Linked DNA regions of Zea mays: region 2 is linked to region 1. The links are chromatin contacts, called in public Hi-C maps. All regions are on one chromosome and are shown on one strand. Each heading gives the region's core, a stretch centred on a gene start, on an enhancer-like site or on the middle of the called end of the contact. The rest is flanking DNA. Distances are from core to core; before and after follow the strand shown. Region 1 holds the start of LOC100285110 (EF-hand Ca2+-binding protein CCD1). Region 2 holds the start of LOC103626329.

What was found. Hi-C and Micro-C count contacts between places; a contact is called where the count stands out from the background.
Region 2: a contact with region 1 is called in a Hi-C map of endosperm, with 2.4 times the contacts expected there. The contact joins the promoter of LOC103626329 here to the promoter of LOC100285110 in region 1. A contact is called at or near these places in 2 of 25 Hi-C or Micro-C datasets (bundle sheath and endosperm).

The regions. Positions count from the first base shown.
Region 1 is chr5:50,200,095-50,202,794 of Zm-B73-REFERENCE-NAM-5.0, reverse strand. It overlaps LOC100285110 (EF-hand Ca2+-binding protein CCD1), which reads right to left and starts at 1,424. Exons shown (of 1, transcript NM_001158005.2): 1 at 643-1,424. The coding sequence starts at 1,258. The coding sequence ends at 860.
Region 2 is chr5:50,375,335-50,378,034 of Zm-B73-REFERENCE-NAM-5.0, reverse strand. It overlaps LOC103626329, which reads left to right and starts at 1,308. Exons shown (of 1, transcript XM_008646725.4): 1 at 1,308-2,700. The coding sequence starts at 1,663.

The sequences.
Region 1 (2,700 bases), core at 175-2,674:
AGAAACGCCTCGAGGGCGCGTCGCTTTCGGGCTGCTTTCCTTGCGCCTCGCTTTTGAAGCTTCCGGCCACCTTTCCGGAAGCTCCCGTTCCAGCTTACTACGACGTGCTGGACTGTACTTACACGTGACTCATCTCGTCAGTGCGAACAAAAGGGCGACGAAACGAAACAGGGGCCGGCTTCCGTTCCTTTTCGTAGCGACGACGCTGGTGCGGTGCGGACCGAGTGAACACACTGAGAAAAGCGAGAAGCACTCACCGAGTCACTCACACGTCCGTCTCCCCTGCTTGGTTTCGCCCGCGAGAAGCACTCTTGCGGCTGCGCGGTGACGCGGTCCCGCTCGCTGCCGCTGCCACTGTCTGCTAACGCACGCTTGAGGCTTTGACCAGACAAGTGCTTCTGTGTCGCCTCCATTTCCTCTTGGTTGGTTGTGCGCATCAGGGTCAGTCAGGGACTCAGTCAGGGCACAAGGTCAACCGAAACTTCCGCCACTGTTCAAGAACGACTTGGGGGGTGGTCCTGGCAATTTCCTCTGTAGCCCTGTAGTACCCAATGCTAATCTCGATTGTGTAAAAAGCAGCGAAGCAGTAGACACACGCAATGTGATCCGTGTGGATGTGATGGTCAGAAAGGAGAAAGCATGTTAATGAATCCAGACTCCATTGGAACATGGGAATTGGGAAGGAAAGAACAGCAGACGAGTACACATGGATGGAATCCATCGACCGATCAGCACAAGTCCTGATCCATCCAGCTATATGAACAGCGGCAAGAGGAGGAGGAAGAAGAAGAAGAAGAAACATCTCAACGATCATCTAGTAGCCTTAATTATTAGTTATCAATCATCGTCGTCGTCATCATCAGCTGGTGAAGAGGAAGCGGGCCGCCTGGTCGACGGCGTCGTCGAGCCACCGCCTGGGCTCGTCCATGAGCTCGGGGCTGAGGCGCACCATGAGGACGCAGAACTCCGTCTCGCTGAGCGCGCCGTCGCCGTCGAAGTCGCCCTCGGCGAGCATCCCGCGGAGGTCGGCGTCCGACATGCCGCCCAGGCCCAGCAGCGGCGCGTTGCGGCGGAGGCTGTCGAAGGTGATGAGCCCGCGCGCCGGGTCCATCAGCAGCCGGAACCCGCTCGCCAGCTCCCGCATCAGCCCGTCCTCGCCCAGCCGCTCCGCCATCACCGGCAGGTAGTCCTCGAAGCCCACGGCGGAGGACGCCGCCGCCGCCGCTCCCGCCTGCTGTTGCCTCTGCTGCGACGCCATGTGTGTGTGCGCGCGTGTGTGGAAGGTTGACCGGGTGTGCTGCTGCTGCTGATGGTGGTTCTGAGCTCCGGTGGCGGCTGCTTGTTCTTTCTCGGTGTGTTGTGCTGTGCTCTGCTGTCCAGGAGGAGAGGAGGAGGACGAGCGGGAGAAGCGATGGGTGGATCGAGTTTGGGGGCGGGTGGGAAGGGAAGAATAAATAGGCGGGAGACGGGGACGGCTGGCTCAGTGGCTCCTGCTGCCGGACTGGGGCTTCAGGGAAGGTGCCTCTGCCCAGACCTGCTGCCGTGGCCACGCGGGACGCGATGGCTTCCGGGCGGGGGTCACGTGTGCGCGGGCCGGTGCCCGGCTGCCCACCCTGCGGATGGACCAACTGATACCCCGACGGCCCCGGTTGGTTCGCGCTGGCTGACGACGGGGGTTAGCTTGTCTCAGAAACGTTCCCTAAATTCTATCTCCTAAAGGAATATTCTATATCCTTTACAGAACTCTCTAAAAAATTTCGTCCTCTATATCTTTGTCAACTCCAGCAACATCCTCTAAATTCGGTACTCTATATCTACAGTGATAATAGAATTCATATATTCATTTTTAATACTCATTTTTTGATATTAATACAATTTGAACTTATGTGCGTAATGGAAAAATAAAGTTATTTATTTCTAGAAATTTTATAAAAATGAATTAGGAACTAATTATAATAATTACATTTTGCAACTGACATTACTAATCGTTTTTTATAACATCCTCTACGTACATATCTATATATGTATCGGACATAAACTGATAATACTAATCTAATAATCCCAATTAGCAAAAATGCTGCTACTATTAAGTTTACACGCAAAAAAAAAGAATAGAATTAATCGGCCAGCGGAGGTAGCGGTAGACGAATGACCACATTGAAGAGCGGGCCCCAGTGCTGAGCAGGCGGATAGTGCACGCAAGGACTCTTCTATGTTTAGAGTTCGTCGTACGTCCTCTATATTTTAGAGTTCCTTTTAGAGTTCCTTATTGGACGATGTAGAGAACGTTTCGTACTCTAAATTTAGAGTACAAAACCATTTATTGCTGGAATCAGTCTTAGAGGCAGGCGGCCACGCACCGACCGGGACAGGCTGGATGGACGTTGGGTTCGCCTGGCTGGCCCCGGGCTGGAGTCTCGACGGACGGACCGCGCCGCGCGCGCGCGCCTTCCTGCGCGCTTCGGCCTCCCCTCTGCGCGGGGCGCCGGGAGGGAGGCGTGTCCGTATCCGTGTCCGCGTTCGCGTTCGCGTGTGGCCGTCGCGGCTCGTTTCGACGTGTGGTGTGAGTGTGACGGATGCTGTCGTCGCCTCGCGAAAAAAGGGGTACTTTCGTTTGGACGACGATGGTTGTTACCGTACGCTATACACAGAGTGCGTGGAGAGATACTATATTATTGTAGCGTACGTACCTACCCGATT
Region 2 (2,700 bases), core at 59-2,558, 180 kb before region 1:
CACGGCCAGCCATCCATGTGTTCTTTAGTGTCTACGCATGGGCTGGTCCTTCACAGTAGTGCCCACACCGGAACGCCGACGCCGAGTGGTCCGTTTCGCTGCTGACGCGCGCCGGCGGCCGGCGTCTTCGTCTGCCGCAGCTGGCACTTCTCAAGTCACGTGCTGTGTGTATGTATGTATATATTACGTCTAAACGTTCGACCGTTAGTTTATGTGAGTCGTACTGCTCCGGTTGTGATAATAATCTGCTCTGGATCCACTGCAAAGCCTGGAGCAGGAGCAGCTGACGGGTACTCTTCTGCGGCCGGCCTATGCAAATCAATGCATGTCTCCTGCCTCTTCATCCATCACTGGAGTGGCCGGTGTGGGGCGAAAAGAAAAATCATTAGAAGCGAAGAACAGGTAGGGGCGCTCGTCCTTTTTCACACAAAAGAGATCTCTCGAGTCATCTCCAAGCTTAAAGCCCAAGAGTCCTTAGTGTAGTAGTACTAGTACCTTACTAGATTTGCACGCACTCGCCAATACTGATTGCCCTAGCTAGACCCAGCCAGCCAGCCCGCAGTGCCTTTGTTTCGCCGCATGCCGTGGCCCAGATCAGATGCACAATAAGAACATGCTAAATAAATAAACTTGAATAATGGCATGATGTAATTATTTGGAACTACTGGGACAAATTTACATATATTTGTCACTGAATAATAATGACTATACGCAACTGGTGAATGCAAGCATGGCAGACTAATGTGTCACTGACATGTTTTTGCTGCTGCTACTCATTGATGATGGCTCGAATGGCAAATAGTGTGAGAGCTGTACGGTGTGACTTTACCTTCAAGTATCATACGCTGCTAGTGCTACTGCTAGCACGGAGCAGGTTAGGTGACCAACAGGGCAACAGCACAGCTTGCATGTAAAGCCCTTTTTATTTGCCGTTATTATTTTACTCCCGGAAAGGTACTCGATGCTAGCCGCATGATAATACATGGTGAGAGAGAGAGAGCACTGCATAATCACCAACTCAACTGTAGTTCATGACCCCATTATATATATCACCAAGGAGGCGACGAAATGAAGGGTATATATTCAGCATCCTTTAATTTAACTCACCCAACCCACTGATCCAAGCCATCATTCCATCCCATTGCTCTCATTGCATCAATTCGCGGCTAGAGTGCATATGCTAACGATTCATTAGTACTTGCCAAATAGATTACTCTTTAGCTACTGCTGACTGCCAAGTAGAGTGCAAGAGTTACCATGACAGAGAGAACAAGTGACCAAGCTAGAGATGAAGCTGCAGGCAGGCTACACAGATTGACACAGAGAGAGAGAGAGAGAGAGAGAGAGAGAGAGAGAGAGAGAGAGAGAGAGCAGCAAGATTCCAATGGAAGAAACCAACAGGAGGCAGGCAGCATGGCAGGGATAACTAGAGGACAGATCAGAGGTTGGTACCGGCACTACCAACCAGCCCTACCCATCTGCCTCCGTAGTGGCGTGCACTGGCTACCAGTAGATGCCCGTACAAAACTAACATTTGTCCCGGCTCCTTGCACCACCATATATTCGCGCACATACATAGCATCTCAAGCTCCCAATCCCAAGATGAATGCTACGTAGGTAGACAGTGTTCTTGTGGTGACGTGACCTCCACAGAGTGCAGAGATGGGAGAAGCTGAAGAAGCGCCAGGAGACAGCAATGGTGAGGCACTGGAGCTCCTCATGTCCATGGCGTCCTCTTCGCTGGCCTGCTCTGTCTCGCAGTTCCCAGCCAAGTGGCAGTCCATCAAGGACAAGCTCCAGCTGCTCTGCTGCAGCCTCAATTCACTCTGCGGCGGCGGCGGTGACCACGACGACGACGACGACAAGGAGCATCCTGTGTTGGCTGAGCTTCTGCGGCTGGCTTCAGCAACCGTGAGGAGCATCCAGGTCGTTGCTTCTCAGTGCAGCGACGGGTCATACAAGGGTGGAAGGCTTCGTCTGAGGAGCGACCTGGACAACCTGAGCTGCAAGCTCGATGCGCACATGAAGCAGCTCAAGGAGATGGCCGTCTCGTCCGGGGCGCCGTCGCCGTCCAAGGCCATTGTCGCCGTCAGGCCCAGCGCCGAGGCCAGCGTGGGTGAGAAGGCCTTCTACCTCAAGGATCTCTTTTCCAGGATCAGGATCGGCGGCACCGTCCAGAGGAGCCAGGCACTGGCCGCCATCAGGGAGCTGTTGGTGGAAGACGAGCTCTGTGCGAAGGTTGTCGCCCTCGACGTCGACGACGGCGTCGCCCTGCTCACGGGGTTCCTCGAGTCCACCGACGCGCGCATCCAAGAAGAGGCTGCCGGCGCCGTCGCCGTCGTCGCGAGCTCCGAGCGTTACAGGGGAATGCTGGTGAAGGCAGGGGTGATCGCCCCGCTCGTCCAGCTGCTGGAGAACGCGGACACCGCCAGCGAGCTGGGCAAGCAGAGGGCGGCGCACGCGCTGAGGGAGCTGACGGAGAACTCCGACAACGTGTGGGCCGTCTGCGCGCACGGCGGCCTCACCACGCTGCTGCACGCCTGCGCCCACGCCGGCAGCAGCAGCAAGCTCGTCAGCTCCTCTTTTGCAGTGCTGAGGAACCTCAGTCGGGTGGAGGAAGTGAAGATGTTCATGGTGGAGCAAGGGGTGGTCACGGAGCTGGTGAAGCTCTCCCAGAAGAAGGAGGAGGTCCGCAAGCTC